4 separate regions of the Sus scrofa genome follow, and all the other regions are linked to region 4. The links are chromatin contacts, called in public HiChIP or PLAC-seq maps. All regions are on one chromosome and are shown on one strand. The core of a region is the stretch at or near the end of the contact, and the rest is flanking DNA. Distances in the headings are between cores, read along the strand shown.

Evidence for each region. HiChIP or PLAC-seq counts read pairs in DNA pulled down with a chosen protein or histone mark.
Region 1: a contact with region 4 is called in an H3K27ac HiChIP or PLAC-seq map of alveolar macrophages. The contact joins two enhancer-like sites. A contact is called at or near these places in 6 of 47 Hi-C or Micro-C datasets (alveolar macrophages, embryonic fibroblasts, fetal heart ventricle and 1 more) and 2 of 2 datasets of contacts at active chromatin or transcription factors (alveolar macrophages and skeletal muscle).
Region 2: an H3K27ac HiChIP or PLAC-seq map of alveolar macrophages shows a contact between it and region 4. The contact joins two enhancer-like sites. A contact is called at or near these places in 3 of 47 Hi-C or Micro-C datasets (embryonic fibroblasts and liver) and 1 of 2 datasets of contacts at active chromatin or transcription factors (alveolar macrophages).
Region 3: an H3K27ac HiChIP or PLAC-seq map of alveolar macrophages shows a contact between it and region 4. The contact joins two enhancer-like sites. A contact is called at or near these places in 2 of 47 Hi-C or Micro-C datasets (embryonic fibroblasts and fibroblasts) and 1 of 2 datasets of contacts at active chromatin or transcription factors (alveolar macrophages).

Annotation. Positions count from the first base shown.
Region 1 is chr13:110,855,725-110,858,490 of Sscrofa11.1, reverse strand. The region is part of intron 11 of FNDC3B (fibronectin type III domain-containing protein 3B); the gene reads right to left. Among named protein-coding and RNA genes, the nearest start is that of GHSR, 130 kb to the left of the region's middle. Within about 2 kb of position 1,265, at least 10 of the 83 cell types and tissues checked have an H3K27ac peak or open chromatin away from gene starts, as enhancers often do. A contact at or near this core is called in alveolar macrophages, where this site is marked.
Region 2 is chr13:110,404,053-110,406,906 of Sscrofa11.1, reverse strand. No RefSeq gene overlaps it. Among named protein-coding and RNA genes, the nearest start is that of TMEM212, 8.9 kb to the left of the region's middle. Within about 2 kb of position 1,271, at least 10 of the 83 cell types and tissues checked have an H3K27ac peak or open chromatin away from gene starts, as enhancers often do. A contact at or near this core is called in alveolar macrophages and liver, where this site is marked.
Region 3 is chr13:110,435,617-110,438,422 of Sscrofa11.1, reverse strand. No RefSeq gene overlaps it. Among named protein-coding and RNA genes, the nearest start is that of TMEM212, 23 kb to the right of the region's middle. Within about 2 kb of position 1,517, at least 10 of the 83 cell types and tissues checked have an H3K27ac peak or open chromatin away from gene starts, as enhancers often do. A contact at or near this core is called in alveolar macrophages, where this site is marked.
Region 4 is chr13:110,605,472-110,608,299 of Sscrofa11.1, reverse strand. All of the region lies in intron 1 of FNDC3B (fibronectin type III domain-containing protein 3B), which reads right to left. Among named protein-coding and RNA genes, the nearest start is that of FNDC3B, 19 kb to the right of the region's middle. Within about 2 kb of position 1,554, at least 14 of the 83 cell types and tissues checked have an H3K27ac peak or open chromatin away from gene starts, as enhancers often do. A contact at or near this core is called in alveolar macrophages and liver, where this site is marked.

The DNA of each region.
Region 1 (2,766 bases), core at 16-2,515, 250 kb before region 4:
TATTTCCCTTGATTTCTGCAGTATTTATTTCATTCTCAGTCTACTGTGTTTTACAGCTGTGCTGGCTCATTAGTCACAGGAAAGCCAGATGTGAAATTCCTTTTCAGGATAGCTGAGTCACATGTGAGGACAATTCTTGGGAACTCCACTAGTCACATTCCCACAAAGCTATTTTTCTAGTTCTTTCATATATTGTCATGTCTGGGAGCTAAGCTAATGGTAAATTAGTATCTATATATAGCACTGACATCAGTTTTTGTTTAGTTCAAACCAGAGCCATTAACTTCAGGGCTCCTGTTTAAGTTCCCGACAGAGAAATGCCATACTCCTTTCATACGACCCCTCCATAATTGACTTTTCCTACCCCAGATCTTAACATTAATGTGCTAAACGGGACATGAAATAATCAACATACATAATCTGTTACTGCCCAAGTTATCTCATTCAATCTTAATGTACCTGTGAGATAACAGATGTCACTATTCAAGTGGAGGAGCTGAGTCTTAGGGATGAAACTATTCGTTTGATTAGTAAGAGACAATGCAGAGACTATTAATCCAGGTCTCCCTATGTGAAGGCCATGTCACTGAACATATCAACATAAGCTCTTAAGAGAACCCTGCTTGCTCTGAGGAACTAGCTGCAATTGCACCAGTTAGCACAACAGCTAAGAGTTGAACTCTCAGCAAGCTGAGTTTCCATAAATACTTCCTTTACAGAACTTATGTCTTTGAAATAGAAAAAAAAGTTCTTATCTGACTATGAAGTTTGCCCACTTATTCAATTTTTCTAGGAAACAGCCAGGTCACCATTCCTTAAAACACACTGGGCAGGCATTTATGTGTAAGTAAGTCCAAAGGTTCCTAATACTTTTTCACAAAAGCCCATCCATACTCTAGAGGCCTCCATACCCTCAATCCTCTCACCTTTACTAGATACCTCTGTGTCATAAAGCAGAGAAACAGCAGAAGGGGCAAATTTAGTGGGAGGGTGCCCAAGGAGGGGAAAGGGCAGGTCAGAGGGACCAGCTTGGTGGTGGCCTGGAGGGTGGTGAGCTGGGAGCATCTCCTCCGCCTTCCAGACCCCACCCCACCCCAAACCTCTTCATTGTGGGAAAGAAGCTCCATCCTGAAAACTGAGCTTCTAAGCACTGTTTTGCTGTTAAAAAGTTAAGAAACATTTCTCTTAGTCATAATTCTAGATTGAAGTAAAACTCATGGTTTCTTTTTCAAGTCACCACTATGTGTCATACTTAAATCTAGCCGAAGAAAAAAACCCTCATGGGGCTTTGGGCCTGCTTCCTACCAGGCTTCAGAATGACTAGGACTTGTAAATTAAGATGTAAACGTGAGGGTGGGGTACAGTGCGATCAGAAAGAAATTAAAACGTGAATAATGACTCATCCAATAGTTACGCAGAAAACTGCCTTGAAAGTGGCCTGCTCTTCTGATATGGAGTCTCCCAGAGGAGGACGCAGTTGCAAAAGATCCACAAAAATGCAGGGCCAGTTCTCAGGCCCCAAGGCTCTAAACATTACATCCCACCAGGGTCGCCACAAGGTGACATGGCCAGGAAAGGTCACACCTTTCCAAGTTATGAAAACTGATCTGTTTCAGGGGAAAACTGAAACTGATGGCCAGAGCTGAAAAGCCAGTGACACCTGCATGTTCCATTTTTAGTTTGCTCATTACCACCTTACAGTCACAATTTCCTTGATTGAAATACTAAAGGATTGTCTATGCACAATTATTAAAGGAGAAAAGTAGGCATCCAACCCTCTTGCAGAACTATTAGTGAGGAATTTCCAAGTGAATTCTGTGAATGGTGATATGGCCTTAGGGACAATGGATTCAGGACAGCTGATGTATCAGCTCCCCCTGTACTTCACATTTCTGTTTTTGGTTCCCCATTAGGGCCACACCTGCCTTCAGAGGCCAGCAGGTGGTAAGCAATTGATGAAAGCAGCTTTTCCCAAGGTCAACTTAGCACAGCATGCCCAGTCTTAGCAGAAACAAAGGCCGGATACTCACTGGCCTCTGGGCTGCTGCTCTCTCATTCTTGAAGGTCTTTCTAGAGACTTGTCAGCAGGACTTGATGCCCTGTGCTCTTATGTTCCTAACACCTTCAGAATTTTACAGTAATTATTTCATTGGAATGGTGATTAAAAATTGAGCAAAAGGATAAAGTATTCTGGGAACTCTAACCAGTGCTGATATAATAAAAATGTGGGGACAGCCAGACATTCATTGTGGGATGTGGATGGGGTCACTTCACCCCAAGCTGTGGTTCTCAGACCAGGTGCCACAGCAAAGGGTGGGGTATGACTCCTGAAGCTAAACTTGCTTCAAGACTGAGGGATATCTGCTTCCCTCTCAGGCAGGGATCTGCTCCTTTCTGTAACTGGCTACCTTTCTGCCTTTTGAGCTCATTTCTACAACCCCCTGGGTGCCAGAGAGGCCATGGGTGTGTGGCTGGGGGAGGAGAGCTCTGGCTCTGGAGAGGGCTGGGGGTGGGGGAAGTGACCCCAGCAAACCCTCTCCCATCCTGCTGGCCCTATATTCCACTAGGGTGTAGTCTGGAAAGAGACCTGGTACCAGGGGCACCAGGCTTAGAAATGACCAGCAGAAGGTTTGGAGGGAGAGCTGGAGCCTCGTGTGCCCACACTGCCTGCAGGTCAGATGTTGCTCTTCTCTATTTGTACATTTCCTTAAAGAATATTGCACTGCAGAACATACAAGGATTCTTGTGTTGGCACAAGGCCTAGAG
Region 2 (2,854 bases), core at 22-2,521, 200 kb after region 4:
GATCTCTTCTGAGATAGGATAATAAAAGAAGTGCGTCCTTATGACATAAGGAATTGAGTAGCATAGAATAAACACCACCTACTACTAGCAGATGTGGGATCATTTTTTTCATACAAAGGCCCACACTTTCCTTTTTCAACAATGGAGGTATCCTACCCTAGTTTGTACATATGTATATATTTACTATTTTTTTAAAGAAGAGAAAGGGCATTTCTTGGAACTTCCTCATGGCATTGTCCAAGTACATAAACACTTCTGCTTCTTTCTCACAATCTACGCAAAGCTAATTGACATAAAAGGTAAAAGCTAGGCCTAAGCAAGCCTCCTTTATCTAATGGACAAGTTCACTAAGAAGAATGTAGGGCAATGAAAATGAAAAGTACATAAAAATAACCCAACTGCAGGATCACACACTGAGTCTATAAGAACCTTAAAGACCAGCCAGTCCAGGCTTGTCATTTCACAGAATAATTCCATGGTTAAAATACCAAGGAAAAGAGTCATCCTATTGCAACCATAAACTAAAACTTTTTAAAAATTTATTTTATTGAAGTATAGTTGATTTTCAATGTTGTGTTAATTTCTGCTGTGTAGCAAAGTGATTCAGTTATGAATAGGTATACATTCTTTTTTCCTATTCTTTTCCATTACGATTTATCATAGAATATTGAATATAGTTCCGTATGCTACAGAGTAGGACCTTGTTGTTTATCCATTCAGTATAAAACCTAAGGCCTAATAAGATGGTTGTGACTGAGATCTTTCTGCTATATCTGTGCTTAGCACTAGGTGTTGCTCTACTGCTATTTATAGATCAGCTTTTCTTTGATATGCAGCAGGAGTTGAATCTCCTAATTGCAGTTCCATTCTGCAAATGCTGAGTTTCTAGGATTATACTCTGCTAATATATTATATGTTACACTGAACAAGCTTCATTTAAATGGTGTAGGGATAGCATATTAGAAAGAGCCACTCTAGAAAAAGTGATCAATACATGCCAGGGAAAGGCTACTCCAAAGTTAAATTTTTCAAATTGTCCTAATTCAAATATTTACTTAAACTCTGTTTTTATATTACGTGCAATACAAGGGGAATGACATTGTTAGCCGTGTGTTTCCTGGAACTGACCGTCTGCTACAAGGCCACAGATAAAGTTTGTTTATAGAAAAACAAAATATGAAAAAAAAAAGTTTAGCACTGCTCTATTTGGGGTTTGATACTCCCACACATACCAAGTGGGAGAAAGGACAACTTTCTAGAATCTTTCTTGCTCTGTGGCAACAGAGGACAGAAATGCTTCAACCCCCTCTAGTGACAGATGAATCATTACTTAGATTAGTTCAGTTGTTCAAAATTGAAAGATAATACCACAGGGAGAGACCAGTCATGCTTCAAGAAGTTTATAGTTTAGGGAGAGGGCAAATTTTCAATTCATGTGTTAAGTTTTAAAGGGTTTAAATTCAGCTAAGTGTGACTCTTCAACATTATTACTCAGTTCTTTCAACTCAGATCAACTTGGTATAAACCTCAGCATAGATGTTCCAAATTCTACCCATTACATATGTGATAATGATCTAATCTGAATTTTAAATCTTCTGGACTGGATATATGTAATAAAACAATGTCTAGTATATTGTTGCTAAACATGATTTTTTTTTCCACTTTGGTATTTATGAATAACTATTTGTAAGGCCAACAATCATGCAACCATGCTAATAACAGTCCTGGGTTTTCAGCACAAAAGAAAGTGGCAGCCTTAAGCCCAGAATGGGAAAATTATAATCACCATTACAGAGTTTAGAGTAAAGGGAGAGAAAACAGGTCATGCAAAGCTGGCTGCTGGGATGCATAATATAAACCCTTCAATCTAGTCCTAAAGAAAGGGTTTCTTCTAATTTTTATAGTCTTGGCCTCAAGCTGAAAAAGCCGAGTTCTGAGTTGAAGTCTGACTTTCTTGCAAAATATACTTTTCAACTCTCTCCCTAGCACACAGTCATTCTTTCCTAAAGATTCTATTTCCTTTACATCCTTTGAGGATAAAACTATGCTTTGTGGTTTTTATACCATATTCACTTAGGATATTTTAAAACAGAGTGAACTCTACTTTTTCTACCAATTCTCTCTTCATGGAGGCTCTCCTTTCCCCACTCCTTACAGCCTCAGTGATCATGTGAAATAGTTTCCACTATTATTTTTGCATTTCTTTTGCCTGACTCCATGTTAAAGATGGGCAGTTTTTCGAAAGTGATAGGTCAAACTCCTGATCCATGTTCTTATAAACTTGAAGTAAGAAGTGTTTATGTGTTAAGAAAATTATCTATTTTCTCTAAAAGGGAGAGGGGGAAGAAGTTTTGAAAAAATCCATTTTGGAAATCAATGTTTAGTGAATGGCAGGAAGGAGAGGCCCAATGCTAATAAGTGCCAAGGAAGTTTCTGCCATCTCTAGTCAGACCCAAGTCTATAAGGGACCATTTACAGGTAAGTTTACATGTGTGTGTGTAGGCGTAAGAATAGTAAGAGCTATGAAAATAGGCTTGCCATTCACACACACACACACACAGAAATTATGAAATGTTTACCCTTCATTTTTCATAATGCTATATTAACTAATGTTTTTAATAAATATCTGTTCTATAGGATCTTTTAATGTCATCCTCTAATCTCTTCCATTCCTTTCCATCCTCTAAGCAGATTTCATTTGTATAACTCCAAAGAGGTGAATATGAGTCCTGCTCTTCTTAAAAATTGTTTCCAGCCTATAGCTTAACCACCTCCAATGTTCAAATTTGTTCCAAGATTGAGACAAAATCTCTCTACCAAAAGCAAAATAAAAGCCAAATTCCTACCCTTTGGT
Region 3 (2,806 bases), core at 268-2,767, 170 kb after region 4:
CACAGGCCGCAAGTGGAGAAGCAAATGTGATTTAATGTGGAGTCCCTGAGAGTAGGCCTGCACTCTTAAATAATTCTTGCCTTGGAGTTCCCATTGTGGTGCAGTGGAAATGAATCTGACTAGGAACCATGGATTGTGTGTTCCATCCCTAGTCTCACTCAGTGGGTTAAAGATCTGGCATTGCTGTGAGCTGTGGTGTAGACCACAGATGCAGTTTGGATCCTGAGTTGCTGTGGCTGTGGTGTAGGCTGGCAGCTACAACTCGCATTAGATCCCTAGCCTGGGAACCTCCATATACCTCATCCATGGCTCTAAAAAGACAAAAAGAAAAAAAAAAAGACAAAAAAGTAATAATAATTCTTGCCTTGATTCAGGTCTCAAAATTGGTCTTAAGGGGAGTTCTCGTTGTGACTCAGTGGTTAACAAACATGTCTAGCATCCATGAGGATGCAGGTTTGATTCCTGGCCTCACTCAGTGGGTTAAGGATCCAGAGCTGCCGTGAGCCGTGGTGTAGGTCACAGACACGGCTCAGATCTTGCATTGCTATGGCTGTGGCATAGGCCAGCAGCTACAGCTCTGCATGGACCTCTAGCCTGGGAACCTTCACATGCTGTGGGTTCAGCCCTAAAAAGCCCCCCCCCGCCAAAAAAAATGGTCTTAAGGACTGGAGCAGTTCTTTCTATATGTTGAGTCCAGGACGAGGTCTACCACATAGGGAGCAATAGGCCCACTATAGTTACGTAGATTGCATACAGAGCACCTGGCCAGGCTGAAACGTTTCCCCAGACACTTACTAGCCAAGCCAGGTGCCTCTTACCATCTGTGTTGGCTCACTGAAAGCACCTGTCCCTAAATTCCAAAAGGGCCCCTTATGAGCTGGGGTGACCCTGCCAGGAGGCAGATTTGGCCCAGAACTTTACATGTAGGTATATCCTCAAATTCACACTTCTAGAGACGCCCTGAAGACATTATGCCTACAGTTACAGAGACACCCAGGATTTAAAGCAGAAGACTGGTTCATCATTCAGCTTCCAACTGTGTTCCATTCCAAGACCATCTATCACAGGTTGTGAGGCTTTTGTGTGAATCCAGAAAAGACAGATCTAACCCTGCAACAGTAAGCAAGGTTTGGCCATCAGAGAGTGAGCCAGTTTTGAATCCACTCTCTGCCTTTGGCCAATCTGCACAATCACCCCTGGAGGCTCTGCCTATATGTCAGCTTGAAAAATAAATCTGGAAATCCTTTTGTAAGTGGAAACATTATATCTTTGGGTCTAAATTAGTTAATGCTCTACCAACTAAAAAATTCCACAATTTTCGTAATGACATTTCAGCAAATTTTTATTTTAAATACATAAGGATCACTAAATGGAAGTAGCCTGGGTCTCTCTGTCCCTGAACTCTGGGAAGCCCCAGCCAAGGAAGAGGAGGGAGGGTGGCAGGAATTGGAGCAAGGCAGGCCTGACACCTTCCACTGCAAACACTGCAGCTAACTAAGGCTGCTTGTCAGCTCTAATCATTTTTCCTGCAGGAAATGTCATTGCTTCATTGCATTGCAAGAAAATGATGTCATAGCGTGGGGCCCTGATCCATTTCCTGACTTTTAACCTGAATCTTGTACCCTTTTTTGGTACTGCACCCAGAAAAAATGAAACACATTGACTGTAAAGGCCAATGTGTCTCATTTAGGCTTCTAAGACTCCAGGGTGGGGGTAGCTTCTTCATATATATTAATGATTAACATAGAGTTTTGTTTGGGTGTCATATTCTGAATATGGCATGGGCACAGTATTTAGGAAAGTAAATGGAAAGGAAATAGTCTTCAGGATATGTCTGTATTATTTCTTGGCAGAAAACTTTCCTTTTCCTATATGGGATTTAATTAGTGGTGACAATGTTAAAATTTAATTAGGAAACCTTGCTCAGTTTTTGTTTTGTGGTGGTGGTCTTCACTGTTAAACTCTGTGTGAAAATGCGCAATGGTCCTTGATATTTAAGATTTTACATACAGCATTTGTGTCCCTATATCTTAGGACTGGTTACAACCCCAGCCTAAATGACATTATTAAGCTATTTCCTGGAATGTCAAGGGCTGAAATTGCGCTGTCAAGAACGACTCTGTTCTTTCAGGGGTTTCAGAGAACAAGGGCTCAGATTGCATTCTTGCTCTGTTATTATAAGTTTTTCCCTGGCAGGAAACCACTGGGTCCCAGAAAATTTGCATATATCCAATGAGAGTGATCTGCTGTATGGAGGTTTTCAAGATTGCATGACAACACTGTGGAAGAATCTCATATGGGGAAAGGGGATTTTTTTTTTCTTTCCCTAAGCCCCATTTTAAATAGTTTCCTTCCCACAAGCTGATGTGTCCACATTCAAAGAGTCAGAAGTAACTGAGCCTATTTTCCCGCCTTGGCATCTGTCACTAGGCCAGTAATATCAACAGCCCTACAAAACTGGAAACAGGCTGTTTAAAGTAAAGGTGCCTCATTATTTCCAATCTGTAAAGCAGACTTTTGGGGGTTATGTGACAGTGAGTATTTAGTTTTCCCAGGCAAGGGCATAACATCATGTCTACCCATCTCTTTGTCAATGCGAGAGCAAGAAATAACCCACATGTGTCTTGATATCAGATTAACAGGTTATACCTCGGATTCCAGTTAACCCAAAGCACTTAGTATTGATCTATTTCTCTTATACATCTGTTTTGGATCCTCAGAATTGTGTACCGTTTGCTGAGAACCTCTTGCAAAAGTTCAAGCAACTATTGGAGGTTTACTGGTCTAACATTTAGAGTTACAGGGG
Region 4 (2,828 bases), core at 305-2,804:
TACAGCAAAATTCTACTTCTTTCAAAGGAAGAGCTCCTGTTTTAAAGAGGGAAACTATTTTCTGACTCTACCTAAATTCATATAATTCTTCATTCATTCCTCTCTCAATTTGACCTCTATTAGTTACTCCATTACTTAAGATTACATTTTCTTAGTGATATACAGGCTTCAGGAAATAAGTAATGGAAATAAAAATGAAAGGAGGATGAATGAATGAATGAACAGTTAGGCAAAGTCAGAAAATACCTTAAAATACTATATATAAAATCAGCTCTGCTAAAATTGCGAAATATCAATTATAATGCTTGAAGAATCATCAAATGGTGATAAAGAGAAAAATTCCACTTTCAGGAAGAAAAGTAGATGATTGGGAATTAATAGACAGGTAACAGGGATGGACAAATGGATGGTATTAAGTAGGCAACTTGCCAACTCCAGGAAAGAAAAAGAACAAATTTATAAACAGCCTGCAAGGGAGGATGGGGAAGGGAGAGAGCAGAAGGTGAACTCTTCCTGGTCATGCCAACAGGGCACCAGCTTCAGGACACCTCCTTTATTGCATGCATAAGAAACTGTTAAGGAGTTTCCGTCGTGGCTCAGTGGTTAAAGAATCTAGCTCCATGAGGACACAGGTTTGACCCCTGACCTTGCTTAGTGGGTTAAGGATCTGACGTTGCCATGAGCTGTGGTGTAGGTTAAAGATTTGGCCTGGATCCTGCATTGCTGTGGTTGTGGTGTAGGCCAGCAGCTACAGCTCCACTATGACCCCTAGCCTTGGAACCTCCATATGCTGCAGGTGTGGCCCTAAAAAGCAAAAAAAAAAAAAAAGGAAAGAAACTGTTAAAAAGGAAGTAAAACTGCATAGACTTAATCTCACTACCAGCCTGACGACCTCAGGCAACCACTTTTCTTAGTACCTCTAGACAGGCAGCCATTCTGACAAGTAAAATAAATTATGGTTTTTGCTAAGTGTCCCCCAGTAACCTGATTCATGCATCATGTGTAAGTTTGTGGATCCAAATGTTTAATTCTGGAGGGGAAAAAAAAAAAAAAGATCAGAGACCTCTTTGGTTTCTTGCTCCGACTTAGCTAAGATTGTGTAACTTGTACAAACATAACCATTTCCTGCCCACTGAACAAAGCAATTAATGGACTGGGCATAGTTTCTGGGATGATTTAAGGGAAGAAATCAACCTGGCCATGTCTCACTGCAGTTCATTTTAAAAAAACAAGAGACGGGAAAATATAGATTATCATTATTTTGTTGAATAGCGATCATTCTTTACATAACTTTCCAAAACTTTCATCCCACAAACTAGCTATAACTGACACACTGGAAAAGAATTTGCCTCAAAATGACACTAAGACAATACTTCTACCATCCACAACTTCAATTCATTACTAAAAAGGTGTAGACTGTCGTTTGGAAGAAAAAATTAAAACTGATAAAGCTTTATGAAGTTAGAGGCTTCCAGCATTTATATAAGATGGGCTCTACAGAAGAAGAAGTATTAAAAAAGAAGGAAGGGAAAGAGGAAGAAAAGCAGCCTTGGCTCCCAATGACTTCCCAGGGCTGGTTCCAAGACCTCACGAGGTCCAGGGACTGCCCTCATTTCCAATGACTCCAAACTTTTTTTCTTTGCTTAAGCTACTTTAAGTGTTTCTGTTACTTGCAAGACAAACAGTTCTTCACTATTACTGAACACCAAAAATCTTTGGATCTTCACATATTTTCAGGTATCTCAGTTACTTTAAGCTGAAAATGATGCCACATTTCTTCCAAGAATTGGAACAGTATTTTAAAATGAAAATCCAACAGCTTTTTTTCATGGTTCAAACACACTGGTATCTCAGTGTCAAAAAAACACTATGTTTTGCTCAGTCATTAAGTCATTTATTCAATAAACACTGAGCACTTATTGTTTGCCACTGTATAAAGGGAAAAGGAAATACCACATTTAAATCAACTGTGCTTCAATTGGAGAAGAGAGAGAAGAGGAGAGACAAGGTCCCTGCCCTGGTGGAATTTCTATAATAGTGGAGAGATGAAGAGGAATTATAAGTCTCCCTGTTCCACTTGCTGCTATATCTTTACAGTTAGACACCAACCAATACTGGTTCTGACTGAACGGAAGGCTCCCAAGCTCCAAGTATTGGTTTATGCAACTCCTACAATTTTCTACTTCTAAAGGAGAAATGGAAAGCGTGGAGTGGGCCACCAGGCTTTGCTCTCACTGAAGTGAATAATCAGCCTCATCACCTGGGGGACACCTAGGAAAACCTGAGTGTGGAGCCAGCACATAAATATACCTTATCCTCTGCCTGTCCTTCACCACCAATTCTCATCTGAAGGCACCTACAACTGTGAACATCCCACCCCCTGCCCCAGGGGAAGGGGACTGACCGACATCTAAAAGAATAATCTATCATTTCAAAAGAAATCTACCATCTTCCATTACTTCTACTGATTCAGAGGTTCATGACAAGATTGAGTCATAAGAATCCTGAGAGAACATTAGAAAATTAAATGTCAGCTGGTTCAAGGAGAGGGTTCACTGTTCACTATGAGAGTCCTCTCCTCATGATGGGAGAGCATTCTGCAAAAAAACAAGTATTTAATAAACACCAGTCAGTTGAGGTCCAAGCCCTCTCAAGCTAATAGGAACTGACCACCTGGCTAAATCTTACTGTTCTCACAAATCCAAATGATGTATTCCTCAAAGCTGAAGGCTAGAAGATTTAGGTCAAAAGATGCCGAACTAGTTTGAAACATTTCAAAATGAAGACTCACTAGCCATATCATTCAAAGGAACAATACTACAAATAAG